Linked DNA regions of Mus musculus: region 2 is linked to region 1. Evidence: chromatin contacts called from public promoter capture Hi-C data. All regions are on one chromosome and are shown on one strand. Each heading gives the region's core, a stretch centred on a gene start, on an enhancer-like site or on the middle of the called end of the contact. The rest is flanking DNA. Distances are from core to core; before and after follow the strand shown. Region 1 holds the start of Tspan1 (tetraspanin 1). Region 2 overlaps Mast2 (microtubule associated serine/threonine kinase 2).

The links. Promoter capture Hi-C pulls out the DNA fragments that hold promoters and counts their contacts.
Region 2: a contact with region 1 is called in a promoter capture Hi-C map of trophoblast stem cells, with 4 times the contacts expected there. The contact joins the enhancer-like site here to the promoter of Tspan1 in region 1. A contact is called at or near these places in 26 of 39 promoter capture datasets (the 3T3-L1 cell line, the C10 cell line, the HPC-7 cell line and 15 more), 13 of 484 Hi-C or Micro-C datasets (the C2C12 cell line, the G1E-ER4 cell line, bone marrow-derived DN2 thymocytes and 3 more), 8 of 115 datasets of contacts at active chromatin or transcription factors (bone marrow-derived macrophages, cardiomyocytes, embryonic basal ganglia and 3 more) and 5 of 9 other capture datasets (adipose tissue, embryonic stem cells, liver and 2 more).

Annotation. Positions count from the first base shown.
Region 1 is chr4:116,164,913-116,172,607 of GRCm38.p6, reverse strand. Tspan1 (tetraspanin 1) reads left to right here and starts at 5,010. Exons shown (of 8, transcript NM_133681.4): 1 at 5,010-5,142; 2 at 5,536-5,600. The coding sequence starts at 5,544.
Region 2 is chr4:116,419,749-116,427,443 of GRCm38.p6, reverse strand. All of the region lies in intron 3 of Mast2 (microtubule associated serine/threonine kinase 2), which reads left to right. Among named protein-coding and RNA genes, the nearest start is that of Mast2, 41 kb to the left of the region's middle. Within about 2 kb of position 5,098, at least 33 of the 459 cell types and tissues checked have an H3K27ac peak or open chromatin away from gene starts, as enhancers often do. A contact at or near this core is called in macrophages and trophoblast stem cells, where this site is marked.

The DNA of each region.
Region 1 (7,695 bases), core at 3,761-6,260:
CGAATGCAAAATATTGATCGTAATTAGCCTCCTGGGAAAGCATTGGTTTATAAGAGCTAAATCGTTCGTGAGGACAGGAAGTCCTACTGCACAGACCTCAGCTAGAAGTGTATGTTAGGCACTCAGATCCTTTACCTCTGTGCACATGCTCTGTGCGTAATTGCAAAAGTGACACCGACTTGGTCTTGTGACTCTGGATGAATGTAGCGACTGGGTGAACCCAAGGATACGGACGCTAAATAACGAAGCTTAACAGTGTAAGGAAACCGCTTTGGTGAGGCGTAGCCGCAGAATCAGAGGCAGTGAGGGTCTGAAGCCCAGAGTGGTCACGTCCATCTTTTGCTGCTCTAGGCTCATTATTTGTTTATTCAGGATATTCGTTAACGACCAGGACATAGAAGAATGTGAACTCCCAGGGTTCTTCCTGAGATGAAAGAGAAAGCCCTGTGGATGACGGGGAAGAGGCTCTAACCCTGGCTTCCCGGGTCTTGTGGGAGGCCTACAGGAATGACAGTGTCACCCTGCCCTCCAAGAAGCCGAGGATTTGGATTTGCCAGTTTCTCCACACCTTAGGCCTCTGTCTCTCTTCTGTCATCCTTCCTGCACCTTGGGGCCTCACCATGCCCTACTTTGACTTCCTTAACTTTTAGCCACTATTCCTGTGAGCCTCTGTCCTTATTCAGGCTCTGGGCCAAAGTCTCCATCCCGGATCTTCATGGACGTCACTTGCCTGCCTCCTTAGAGATTCCATTAGTGTCTAGGGTAGACTGACAGGTTGAGTTCTGGCTCTACCAGTCACAAGTTATGTGACCCTAACAGGTCCTTTGGCTTTCTGGGCTTCTGTTTTTTTCCCTGTATTTAAAATATGGATTAGCCGGACGTGGTGGCACACGCCTACTCAGGAGGCAGAGGCAGGCGGATTTCTGAGTTCCAGGCCAGCCTGGTCTACAGAGTGAGTTCCAGGACAGCCAGGGCTACACAGAGAAACCCTGTTTAGAAAAAAAAAAGAAAAGAAAAAAAAAAGAAAATATGGATTAAAAAGAAAGTCTAAAATGGTGGCAATATACACCTATAATCCCACCTAAAACCCATGTGGAGGTGGGAGCCAACAGCTTCAAGAGTTTGAGGTCATCTTTAGCTTCATAGAGTCAGTGGATGGCCTATGTGGGACCTACAATCACAAAAATCCCAACCCAACCAAATAAGCAGACAAAAACAACTTAGAGCAAACAGACAAAAAAAACAAAAGTCTATTTTATAGTTTTGTTGTGCAAAAAAACAAAACAAAAAATCCAAAGCATGTTGCACATTTAAGGCAAGCTTTATAGTATAGTTTGGAATGGCTCTGACTGGCTGGACCTCAGAGATCCACATGCCCTTGCCTCCTGAGTGCTGGGATAATGGGTACTGACCACCAAGCTCTGCCCATTTGTTTCAGTTTTGAGATGGGATCTTACCACCTCTTGGCCAGAAGGGTTTTAAGCTTGTAGGATCAAAAGATCTTCTTGCCTCAGCCTCCAGAGTAGCTGCTAATACAGGCATGTCCCACTGGCTTATTACCTGTAATATTATCTGCTTTCTCTGTCTCTACAGTTGCCTCCTTCCAATCAAAAACAACAAACTAAAAAATCCACTTCCGGGCTAGAGAGATGGTTCAGCAGTTAGGAATGCTTACTGCTCTTGCAGGAGACACCCAGCACCTCCAGGTGATACTTTCTTTTGACCTCTGTAGGCACCTGCATACATGTGAATAAACACACACACACACATGAACACACACGCACTCACCAACACAAATAAAAACCCACTTCTTTGGGTGTAGTGGCACAAGCCAGAAATTCCCCCACTTTGTGAGGTAGAGGTAGAAGAAAGACCATTGCAAGTTCAAGGTCAACTGAGGCTACATAGTGAGTCCTACACAAGCCAGGGTTCCATGGTGACTCCGTTTCTCAAGAAAACAAAAGTAGTCATAAAAATCAATCCACTTCCTCAAGTCAGGGAACGTAGCTCAAGCGACAGGGCATTTGTCTCTGGTGTGCAAAGCCCTGGGTGCTGTCCCTAGCAGGACACACACATACCATCTCTCTCCCATCATCATCCCTCCCCTAAATCCATCCCATAATCACGCTAGTAGTGCTCTCTGCTCTGACCTCTTAGTGCTCCTTGTTCTGAGTCAACTACTCTCTTACACAGACCAGGAAACGGAGACAGAAAAACAAATCTCGGCAGAGTAGTGGGGTGGGATGACACATACCTGGAACTCTAGCATTAGGGAGGCTGAGGCAGGACGACCAAGAATTCTAGTTAGTTGGGTGTGGCGTTTCACAACTGCAATCCTAGCGCTTGACACAGTCCTGCTTCAGCTGTCCAAGTTTGAGGCAAGTCTGGAACTACAGAGTGAGACCTCTTCTCGAAAGAAATAAAGCCAGGTTGGTGGCTCACACTTATGATCCCAGCACTCTGGAGACAGGATCAGGCAGGTTTCTGAGTTCAAGGCAAGTCAGGAGCTCCAGAACAGCCAGGTCAATATAGACCCCTCCTCCCCCCACCCCCAACCCCCCCCACACAGGATAAATAAATAAATAAATAAATAGGGGCTGGAAAGTTGGCTCAACCATTAAGAGCACTTGCTGCTCTTCCAGAGGACCCAGTTTGATTTCCAACACTTACAGGATTCCTGTCTGTAACTGTATTTCTAGGAGATCTCTTTTCTTCTAGCCTCTGGACAGGGTGCACAGAACAGACACACATGCACACAAAACATTCATACATGTTAAATACAATTTAAATTTAAAAATAAATAAAATGGGGCTGGAGAGATGGCTCAGCGGTTAAGAGCACTGACTGCTCTTCTGAAGGTCCTGAGTTCAAATCCCAGCAACCACATGGTGGCTCACAACCATCCGTAATGAGATCTGGCGCCTTCTTCTGGAGTGTCTGAAGACAGCTACAGTGTACTTAAAGCATATAATAAATAAATAAATCTTTAAAATAAATAAGTAAATAAATGAATAAATAAATAAAAAAATGGCCAGGCACAGTGACACACATGGGATTAAAGAATCCCAGCATTTGGGAGTCAGAGGCAGGCGATCTCTGTAGGTTTGAGCCAGCCTGTCGTACATAGCACCACGACAGCCAGAGGTACATAGTGAGACCCTGTCTTGAAAGAACAAAAATAAAAACAAATAAATAAACAAATAAAAATCCCCAGGGCCCACACAGCTAAGAAATGACAGAACCAGAATTTGGGGAGCAAGGACTTGTGAAGAACCTCTCAACCAGGAAGCTTGGAGTAGGAAAACAAAGAGGGAGCCCCAGAAAAGAAGGGTTACAGAACCTTGGGGTGATAGTGTCTCCTTTGTAGGCCCATAGTGCCACCTGCTGGCAGAATGACCAGGGCCATACTCTGGATTCCAGAATATGGAGAGGGGGAAAAGAAGAGTGGGGGGGGGGCGGGGGGGGGGGCTGGAGAAATGACATAGTGGTTGAGGCTGCAAAGGACCTTGGTTTGATTTCCAGCACCCACATGGTGGCTCACTGCCTCCTTAACTTTCAGTTCCAGGACTCCAGGGGATCTGATGGGCTGCTCTGAACTCCGTAAGAACCAGGCTCACACATCAGAGATATGCAGGCAAAAGGATGTAAAGAAGGAGGAGGAGGAGGAAGAGGAGGAAAAGGAGGAGGAGGAGGAGGAGGAAGAGGATGATGACGGTGACCTTGAAGTCTTGTGGGTTTTGTGAAAGGAAGAGGAAAAACAACCATTTCCTGTTCTGTGGTGAGAACAGAGGACCATGATCATATCCTTGAAAGTGTGTGTGTGTGTGTGTGTGTGTGCACCCATGTGCAAGTGTATGTGTGTGCATATGTATGAGCGTGCATATGTATGAGCATGTGTGTGTGTTCTCATAAGTGTATGCACATGAATGTACATTTGTTTGTGTGTGCATATGTGTGTGTGTGCGTGCACGCACGTGCTCACGAGTGTGTGCATATACTTATGTGTGTGTGAACACGCAAGAGACAGTGTGAGACATGTTCATTTACATTCAAGAGTACCACTCTGCTGGGCAGTGGTGGTGCATCCCTTTAATCCCAGCACTTGGGAGGCAGAGGCAGGCAGATTTTTGAGTTTGAGGTCAGCCTGGTCTACAGAGTGAGTTCCAGGACAACCAGGTCTACACAGAGAAACCCTGCCCTGTCTTGAAAAACCAAAAGAAAAAAGGAAAAAAAAAAAGAGTATCACTCTATGTTATATACGTGACTGAGTTTTTTTTTTTAAAGATTTATTTATTATTATATGTAAGTACACTGTAGCTGTCTTCAGACACACCAGAAGAGGGAGTCAGATCTTGTTACGGATGGTTGTGAGCCACCATGTGGTTGCTGGGATTTGAACTCTGGACTTTCGGAAGAGCAGTCGGGTGCTCTTACCCACTGAGCCATCTCACCAGCCCTTTTTTTTTTTAAGATTTATTTATTATTTATTATATGTAAGTACACTGTAGCTGTCTTCTGACACTCTAGAAGAGGGAGTCAGATCTCATTATGGATGGTTGTGAGCCACCATGTGGTTGCCGGAATTTGAACTCAGGACCTTCGGAAGAGCAGTCGGGTGCTCTTACCTGTTGAGCCATCTCACCAGCCCCCCGTGACTGAGTTTTGTGTGTAAACATATGGGTGGCAGCTCGAGCAGATGTGGGTGCCAGTAAACACACAGTTTCAAGGTAAGAATCATATCACACTATTGTGAGCGAGGCACCCAAAAGTTCTAGAAAGCTACTTGTCCAGCTCCTGACACTGCTGCCCCATACACCCCTTTTCAGGAGAGGCAGAGTCTATGGTGACATTTCCAGGTAGAGATTTAATTATTGCTTTCAGTGTTGGGAACTTATCTCCAGGCAGTAGGGGGCAGCAGGGGCAAAGAAGGCTAATCAGCCTTGGGTGGGGCCAGCGGGCGGGCCTGCGGCCAGGAGGTTTTAAAACACCTGCCCCACCTGTAGGTGAGTAGTGTTTTGCGAGGACTAGCCGCTCCTTCAGCGTTCTGCCAGCACACTGAGTGGCAGTTTCCTGGAGCTGTTCTGTTCCTTCTGGAGTGCAACAGATCCCGTTCAGAACCTATTGCCAAGAGCCCTGAAGCAGGTGATGGCATAGACCAGGGATTAATCTATGAATAGGTACCAGTCTAAAAACAGGTTTGGGGTGCTAGAAAAAGCCATTGGTGGGTACTGAAGAATCTGAGATTGGTTTAGAAAGAGGATTAGGAAAGACAGGTGTCAGGCAAGGGTGTTGAGTGGTCTGGAGTGTGAGATCAGGCTTGTAATACCTGCATGGGGATCTGGGGATATTAAGATCTGAGAACTAGTACAGGTGGGCATACGTGTCAACAAAAGGACTGGAAAAAGTTCTGAGATATTAGAGTCCAGATGCAGGGGAAATTTGGTGAGAAATAACAAGATGTTGGACTCAAAAAAACACAGCCAGCCCAGGGCAAGTGGGAGGTAAGGCCCTAATTTGTGCATGTCTGTTTCCCAGGACACACCATGCAGTGCTTCAAATTCATTAAGGTCATGATGTTCCTCTTCAATCTACTCATCTTTGTAAGTATGGTGGTTGTGGGTTTCCTGGGGTTCCTTACAAAAGCAGGTCACAGTCTGAACAGAGGCCAGGCTGGAGAATGGGAAACTAGGTACCCAGACTCTGCCCTGTAAATTTTCCTATATGAGAAGGAAGCAGAGGGTCTTCCCAAATGCTGATTCCTGATTCCACTAACAACCTGACTGCCACACAGAGGTTTGGGTGAAGATGCGGAAGGCTAGGGATGGAGAAGCTTGAGTCTCTCACCTCCCTTCTAGGAAGGATCATTCTGGGGCAGGGCTGGCTAGCAGGAATGATTGTCCCCCCTCCCCCATTTTAAAATAGGCATTCACGGTTCAGAGAGGAAAGGGGCTCTGCTTAAGTTTATAGTGTAAAAGGCAATTCAGTGACCACCGTGCGTTGAAAAAGCTGAGAGTCTTATCCATGCCTCTTAGTTGACTCAATAAGTACTCATTGACTGGGCTGGCATTTAAGGGTCTGAGATTGTTGTTCAGTGGTAGAGCATTTGCTTAGCATGCACGAGTCCACAAACAAAAAGGAAAATATTCATTGACTAAGACTCAGTGCTATGTGCTAGGGTAGAGCCAGGCCATTCACTGCCCTTGAGAATCTCAGGTTCAGTAAATCAGATAGGCTGATCATTGTCAAAGAGGCTGATAATTGCTATATATACTGACAATTGCAAAGTGGTACTTTTAGATTTACCGGCAAGGCTAAGTAAGGGAGGCCCTGAAGGGGTTTGAATACAGCCTAGTTGGAAAGTGCTTCCTGGAGGAAGTAGTTGAGGTTGGACATTTGCATTGGGTGGGGGAGCCCTAAAGGGCGTAGGAAGGCCCAGAGGTAATGAAATTTGATATTGTTTAGAAAACCTGGAACAGATTATATAGGGCTTGTTTGAGAAGCTAAGCCAAGAGGCCCAAACCCTGGAGATAGTGACAGAGATAAGAAAGGGACACAGTAAACAAAGGTGGCAGAGGAGCGGTAAAACAAAGACGTCTTAGAAATGGTTTGAGCAATGTAGGGGGAAAGAAGGGGTCATCCGCTACACTCATGTGTACCCAACGGAGGTGCATGGGCATATGAAAGTCTGGTGCCTGTGAGCAGCCAGTGAGGTCATAGGGGTGGGAGAGGACTCTGGCAACAGTAAGGGAAAGTCTGCCTTCCACCCCTGCTGTAGCCTTGCGAATATTATAGAACCCCTGGTCTCAAAGAAAGTCAGTTCTTGGAAACTGGAAGTAGAGATGAACAGAAAAATAGCCACAGTGATGGAGGCAAAGGACAGTAGGAAGGAAAGGCGGAAAAGGGGTGTTTAAAAACAGTGGTCAGGGGCCCATGTCACCAGAGAATAATGAGTGGGAGGGGAGAGAATAAAGACATGGCGTGTGTACCAGTTTAGAGAAACTGGGCAAAGGGTAAGTAGTCTCTTTGACTCCAATGTGGTCTGTACCTTGGGCTTTGGCTGCCAAGAACTAGGTTTCATTCAGATAACTGAAGGAAATGCTAGGATTTCAGTAATTGGGAGAGCCAGGGCTCTGGCCTGATAGGGTTAAATCCAGTTTGGTTTCTGTCCTCTGTTGCCTAGGTCTTGCCAGACTGGGCAGAACAAGGTAGGAAAGCCAGGCTCCTTGAAATTTGACCCTGAAGGCTAGCAGCCTGGCTCTTTTGTCATTAAGCAAACATCCTGGGATAGAGCCACAATATATATATATATCTTTATATGCCCATGCCAGACTGGTTTCTTTAGTTCAGTGGGAGCTGGGCCCAAGCCAGTGTCAGGCTGATTCATCTCCCAAAGACCTTGGGTCAGCAAAGGTTTGCTAGGAGCTGTGGTACCCAGGCCTTCATCAGAACCCCCTCAAAGCTTCCAGACTACCTCTGAAACCTTAGGTTGAGCCCATGTCTTGACTAGAAGCTGTAGTTGTGTTCTGTTTCTGTGTCAGTCAGCGGTCTGGGTGAAAAAGGAGTCTGACAGTTGATTCTACCCTAAAGGGGGACCAAATAGGGCCTCTGGGTGAATGAACCTCTCAACCTCAGCCCTGTTTCAAGGTCGCAAGCAGGTGTAAGCCTCACCCAGCTGTTGCTATGGTGACTATTGAG
Region 2 (7,695 bases), core at 3,849-6,348, 250 kb before region 1:
ATGTATATGTATGTGTATATATGTACACACACACACACACACACACACACACACACACACACACACACACATATATAAATATATTTATGAATGATACCAAGTGTGTACCTGGTGCTCGGAGAGGTCAGAAGAGAATTATCCCTTGGAACTGGAATTACAGATGGTTGTGAACCACTATGTGGGTGCTAGGAGTTGAACCCAGGTCCTAGAAAAGCAACAAGTGCTGTTATGTGCTGAGCCATCTCTTCAGCCCAGTGTGTGGCATATTATAGAAAGAATTTGAACAATCTTCTGGTTCTAATATCACTGGGAGATTTTGTAACCAGTCCCAGGTGGAAGAGTTCATTGTTTTCTCAAGCAGTCTGCCTTTTGATTTCTCTGGTTTTCTCCTTAGTTGTTTACTTGCTTTTCACTCTGATGCTTAAAGTTTCCCAGTTGGACATTTATGTTTGGTGGTATATTTACTGGTTTGTATTAGGCTTCTTTCTGCCTTCCTGTTGCATATTGAAATTTATTTCAATGTTTCTCCTGCTCTGACTATATCTGAAAAAAATCTAAACAAGAATTTGTTAGAGTATATATAGATATAAATCCTTCCTATTGCATATTGAAATTTATTTCAATGTTTCCCCTGCTCTGACTATATCTGAAAAAAATCTAAACAAGAATTTGTTAGAGTATATAATCTATAGATCCCATCTTCTAGAGAGTTTTTAGGTGATAACAAGATTATATAGAGTAAACATTCAATTTCAAAGTAATAAAATGTAACATTTATAGAAATTATATGTGGACCATGAATTTAAAAGTGACTAAAAGGTGGAAGGGGATCTAACTTGGTTAGTGGAGCCCTTATCTTGTGGTAAATATTATTTGGGGGGTTTCTACTTCACCTTAGATCATTTAGTTTCTGAGTAAAAGACATAAAACTTTTAGATTTATATACATACTGAATATTTTGGAAATCATGTTATTTTCAGTTTTTTTCCTTAATGTGAGGTTACTAAAGGAAAACTCATTTTAGTTTATCCTACTACGTATCACAACATAGACTACTTCTATGGTCTTAGATCATGTGAAGATTCCACATTTTCAAGGCTCAATCCCATCAATACTGCAATGGGTGTCTCCATTTCAGATCTCAATTGCCTGCCCGGACTCCTGTTATTTCTGACTGACTGGCTACAAGTTTGTATTTTCATGACTGACTGGTTAGGCTTGATTAATCTGCTGGGTTTACAGAACCCAGGGAAATTCAAATTGTCTGGTTTATTATGTAGCTGTCTTCAGACACCCCAGAAGATGGCATCAGATCTTATTACAGATGGCTGTGAGCCATCGTGTGGTTGCTGGGATGTGAACTCACGTCCTTTGGAAGAACAGTTAGTGCTCTTATTCAGTGAGCCGTCTCTTCAGCCTCTGTCTGTTTTAGTATAAAGGGTATTTTAAGAATACAAATAGACAAGCTGATGGAGAACTAGGTAAGGTAAGGTTTGGAAGAATCTTGAGTGTAGGAGTTTCTTTCCTTGTGAGTTGGGATGCACCTTCCACGTAGCACATGGACCAATTTTTGTTGGACTGCCTGTGTTGCATGTAGCTTTCTGCTACCCTGCCTAAGCTCTGGGAATGGGTTGAGTTACCAGCTCCCACTCGGCTTCCTTTAAAGCTACAGATAAAAGACACAGGCAGAGTTGTTCATTTTCAATTTGCCTTCTTGGCACAATTGCTGGGCACAACTATCTCCTGCCTAGAAAACACACCCTTATCATTACTTTTAGCTCTGCTCTTCCCACCTGCCCTGATGTTAGCTGGGCAGTAGAATCTACTCCCTACTAAACATCTCTGACTATAGGAGTGGCCACAGCCATACTGCTCTTCTGGAGACCTCACATGGCTGCCTGGTTCTTACCTCTCCAAAACATGATGGACTGTCTTCTCCCTTGCATCTCCTTTTCCTTCAGGGTCTTGGAAGTCCTGCTTATTTCTTCCACCCAGTAATTGGCCCGTGGCTTTCTTTACTGACAGATCAAGAACCAATTGGGGAACAGGACCTCAGCATCAGAGCTGCTCTTACATGCCTGTAAGCCAAGCCTCCATGTTTTCAGCTATTCAGGAGCATTAGAAATCTCTGTTTTTTTTTATATTTTTATTAGGTATTTTCCTCATTTACATTTCCAATGCTATCCCAAAAGTCCCCCATACCCTCACCCCCACTCCCCTACCCACCCACTCCCCCTTTTTGGCCCTGGTGTTCCCCTGTACTAGGGCATATAAAGTTTGCAAGTCCAATGGGCCTCTTTCCAGTGATGTCTGACTAGGCCATCTTTTGATACATATGGGTTCTTTTTGTTTTGTTTTAAAATTTTTAAGTTATTTACTTACATTTCACTCATTGCCCCCCTCCCAGTCACCTATATCATACTTTATTGCATGGGGTGATTGAAGAGTGGACATTGTTGTAGAAATATGTTGTCTTCCTCGGAACTGTGACAGATTGGTTCCGAGGGTCTCAATCACGACATGACAGGAACGCTACACTCATGCATTCTAAACAACATGGTTACCTTGAGACTAGAGAGATGGTTCAGCTAAGAGCCCACTCTTCCAGTGGTCCTGGGTTCAATAACTCACACAGATGGAAGCTCACAACCATCTATAACTCATAGCCATGTAGAGCTCTCTTCTGTCCTCCAAGAACACATATGCGTGTGGTATACAGATATACATGCAGGCAAAACACCATATACATATGGTAATTAAAAAAATCAACATGGTTGCCTAAATAAACCTACACAGTAACAATATCATCAATAAAAAAAGGAATCTATTGTTATATGCAACAACTTGAAAAATTCTCAAAAAATATCCTGAATAAAAGAAGGCAGGTGAAAATAGTATATAGAATATAAGTCCATTTATTTAAAAACCAATAGAAATGCAAATTAATATATGTAAGTATCAGAGGTGTGGTGGTTCCAATGTGCTTGGGCCAGGGAATGGCACTATTAGATGTGGCCTTGTTGGGGATGTGTGTGTCCTTGGAGAAAGTGTGTCATTGTGGGGGTAGGCAACGAGACCCTCCTCCTAGCCACATGGGAGCCAATCTTCTCCTAGTGGCCTTCAGAAGACGTGAGACTCTCAGACCCTCCTGTACCATGGCTGCCTAGACAATGCCATGCTCCCACCTTGATGATAATGGACTGAACCTCTGAACCTATAAACTAGCCCCCAATGAAATGTTGTCCTTATAAGAGCTGCCTTGGTCATGGTGTCTGTCCACATCAGTAAAACCTTAACTAAGACAAGAGGTTATCTAGATATAAAGGTAGAAGAGAGGAGGAGGGAAGAATTACGTATAGGCACAAAAAATTGTAGTGGTATAGACATATTTTATTAAATTGCACGTTTTAATGTTTCGTGAGTCTTAAGTGTAGAGGTTGTGTTGTAGTTGTACCAAGTAGAGTGAATTCCCATTCTAACTTATTCTTTGTATTCGACCAGTTGTAGGTCTCTGTAGTAGCATGTCTATTGTCTATTACAAAAGTAAGCTTCCTTTATGAGGATGAGAGACACACTTATTTGTGTATTTAGATGAGTTTTTAGACTATTGTTACAAATTCTGTTGGTTTAGGAAATGGTAGTAGTAGGTTCTTTTAAAGAGCCTGTAACCTCTCCAGCCAACATGCAGTAGTATAGTACCAAGCGTGAATTACCTCGTAATTGAAAGGATCCTACGTCTATTCATTATCCCCAAGATAACAGTACCACATTTGTACCATTGGTAATACCATACTGAGGTGGTCATTATGGTTCAGAGACTTGGACTGATTATCTTTCTCCCTTGATAGCTCGCCTAGAACTCCAAATACTATATGATAGCTAGTCCTCAGGATTGAGGTTGCTACTTTAGTTCCAATCTGATTCTTCCATGTCCTGTGGCCAATGTTTGTGGTGTCTTCAGCAGTAGGAGCTTACTTGCAAGTTCTGGGAAGCAACCAAGGGTAGAGATAGTAGCCTATAGTATTTTGGGGTCTCTTGGACTATTATGACCAACAATTCTTTGTTTGTTTGTTTGTTTGTTTTTTTGAGACAGGGTTTCTCTGTGTAGCCCTGGCTGTCCTAGAACTCACTCTGTAGACCAGGCTGGCCTGGAACTCAGAAATCTGCCTGACTCTGCCTCCCAGGTGCTGGGATTAAAGGTGTGCACCACCATCGCCCGGCTCTATGGCCAACAATTCTAAGGGAAGTTTTTCATGCCTGGCATTGGGTTTTTTGTTAGTTTATGGCTTTTGGGTTGGGGTGGGGCATATTATTACCCTGTCTGGTGTAAACTCATTTAAACACATTATTTTCTCTCTTAACTCCACCCCTTTTTGTGTGGGAGTGTACATACATATTTTTTTTTGTTTGTTTTTTTGTTTTTTTCAAGACAGGGTTTCTCTGGGCTGGAGAGATGGCTCAGCAGTTAAGAGCACTGACTGCTCTTCCAAAGGTCCTGAGTTCAACTCCCATCAACCACATAGTGGCTCACAGCCATCTGTAATGGGATCTGGTGCCCTCTTCTGGAGTGTCTGAAGACAGCTACAGTGTACTTAGATATAGTAAATGAACAAATAAATCTTAAAAAAAAAGAACCTATGTGTTGTTTAAAAAAAAAAAAAAAAAAAAAAGACAGGGTTTCTCTGTGTAGCCCTGGCTGTCCTGGAACTTACTCTGTAGACCAGGCTGGTCTCAAACTCAGAAATCTGTCTGCCTCTGCCTCCCAAGTGCTGGGATTAAAGGCGTGTGCCACCACAACCAGCTTTTTTTTTTTTTTTTTTAAATGCAAAAGCAAGAGGTTTATTTTCCAGTGTGTTGGGGTTGACCTTCAATTAGTCTCTCAAGGTGAGTTACTAAGAAGGTGACCCTGAATGGCTATTACAAGCAGTTTTTATACTTTTTAGGGGTACAGGTTATATCAGCAAGGTTATAATTCAAACTTATTGGCTAAGCATATTACCCTTTACATTAACAAGCATGACACACATTTGAACTCTACCAGGGACTTTCCAGAGGGTCATGTGACTGTCAGTCAGAACATTCTGAGAAATTTTTACTGAAGAATGATCCTGTGGGTGGAGAATGGAACTTGGCCTAGCCTTGACTCCAGGCAGGAGTGGGAAGCTGTAAGGAGGGTGTGGGGCTGGAAAAGCCCCGAGGGTCCCTCATTTCCCCCCCTTTCCTTGTACTAGCTCCAATTTTGGAGCTATGTATGCTCAGGGGTCTGGGGTAACTAACACATACTTTTCAGGTCCTGCCCTCAGGGTCTCATATTGTTGGTGCAGGACCATCAGCTATATTGCTCCTAGTCTCTCTTTGATGAAGGCTCTAAGCTTGTTCAATATGCAGGGTCTCAAGGTCAACAACTGCAGGAGAACAATTAGGGGTCCTAACACGGTGGATATGAGAGTGGTTAACCCAGGAGAGGAGTTAAACGAATTAAACCAAGACTCGGAATAACCCTGACTGTTCTTTCTCTCTTCTGCTTGTCTAGCTCTTCCCTCACCTTGGCCATTGAATCTTTAACTACCCCTGGAATGGTCTTCAGTATGTGCTTCCTGATGTTTTACACCCCTGGTAGCACAGAAAAAGTGGTTGGCCCCCAACACTGATGGGCCAGCTGCTGGCTTTTTCCATTTTTGGGGGACACATACATGGGAGTTTCTCTCAGGACACTCTTCAGCACCCTAAGCCACACCCTCTAAGGCTGCTTCTGGGACACGGTTTATATTCATAAGTCCCTCGTCCTCCATATTTGGGAAATCCCTCCTATGTGTCTCCCGGGCAGGGACACCCCAGTAGTCAAGGCCCATCAATAAATCACAGATATCAAAGGCAAGGTCTGGCCACCAGATACAATGTAGGTGTTCCTCTGTAGTGGACCAAGCCACATCCCCAGTGACTGAGAGCACCTGCCAAGTCACCCTAGTAGGGTTGTGGGGGCTGCCAAGGCTCAGCGTTGGAAGATAAACCATAGCCATCTCATTGTTTCGCTGGCCTTGCAGAAGGGGTTGCTTGGGTGTCTGGCTGCTGTCCAGTTGGCATCAGGCACAGGTGCTGGTCTGACATGAACCCAGGCAGTTACTCCATCCACTTTATCAGAAGTCGAGGTGGTCAACAACACCAGGAATGGCCCTCTCCACTTTGCTTCCAAGATTTCAGCACAATGACTTTTAACATATACCCAGTCTCCAACTTGGTACTTGTGTGGAATGTCTGGGGTACCTGTGTTATATATAGGGCACTAAGTTTAGGCCATAATTCCTGGTGGCTGATCTGGAAAGTTTACAGTCGAGCCATAAAACCCCTGTCAGCCTGAAAAGTCACTCTGGGGGTTGTCAAGAGCCAGGATCAAGGCAGTGGGGATCCCCTACAGGATGTCAAAAGGGGTCAGGTTAAAATGGTAGGGGGTGTTCTGGGCTTAGAACAGGGCCAGGGGAAGGAGCACCACCCAGTCAGTGTCAGTCTCCAAGGACAATTTAGTTAAGGTCTCTTTTAGAGTTCTGTTCATTCTCTCTACCTGCCTTGATTTCTGGGGACAGTGCGCACAATAGAGGTTCCAATTAGTCCTCAATATCTCTGCCAATCCCTGACTTACTTAGAGACAGAAGCAGGACTATTGTCTGATCCAATTACCTAGGGCACACTGAACCTCCGGAAGATATCCTCTAATATCATCTTAGCTACCACTGTAGCTATTTCCTGCTTGGTGGGGAAAGCCTCAACCCATCCAGAGAAAATATCTACAAACACTAGAAGGTATGTGTAACCATATTTTCCTGGCTTAACTTCTGTAAAATCAACCTCCCAATATACTTCAGGCCATTCTCCCCTAGGTATCTTTGCTCTGTTTTCTCTTGGCATCATAAGCATTCACTTAATGGCATACCTTACATGGTTCTCCTATATTTCTGGCCCAAAACCTGAGGTCCATTATATATACTTTAGAGCCCTTAGCTGCTTGGACAAACTTTTATCCCCTAAATGGGTCCATCTATGCATTTGGTCAAGTAAGTCCTCAGCTTGTTTTCTGGGAAGTATAGTTTTTCCTTCTTGTGTGTGCCACTGCCCTTCCTTCTCTAGGAAGTAGTTGGTAGGGTGGCTAGCAATCTGAGTCCTTCTTCTTCCATATATTTTAAGTGAGGCCATTCTTTAATGTAGTTCCATTCCCCATCGGTTGTTTCTTTCAGGTCTGTAACTGGGATAGGCTCCTGCTTAGCTACTTCTTGAGCCACTTGATCTGCTTGGTTATTGCCCTGGTCCACTGAGTCACTGTTTGATGTCCTGGGCAGTGAATAATACTCACAGTTGACGGCTTTATCTGGGCATCCAAGAGATCCAAGATTTCCTGCTTGTTTTTTCTTTCTTTTCCTTCTGATATGAGCTGTCCTCTTTCTTGGTATAAAGCTCTGTGGCCATGGGCTATGTGGCAAAGGCATACCTGCTCTCCGTGTAGATGTTAATTTTCTTACTGCCCCCAAGTTCCAAGGCTTTGTTGAGGGCAATTAGCTCTGCTTTCTGTGCCAACTTGCTGGGCAGATAGAGATTCTGCTCAGATGACATTAGTGCCGTCCACCATGACAGCACCCGTTTGTCTCTCACCAGCATGGAGAAAACTGCTGTTGTGGCTCACGGCAGGGGTCAGTCAGAGAGGTC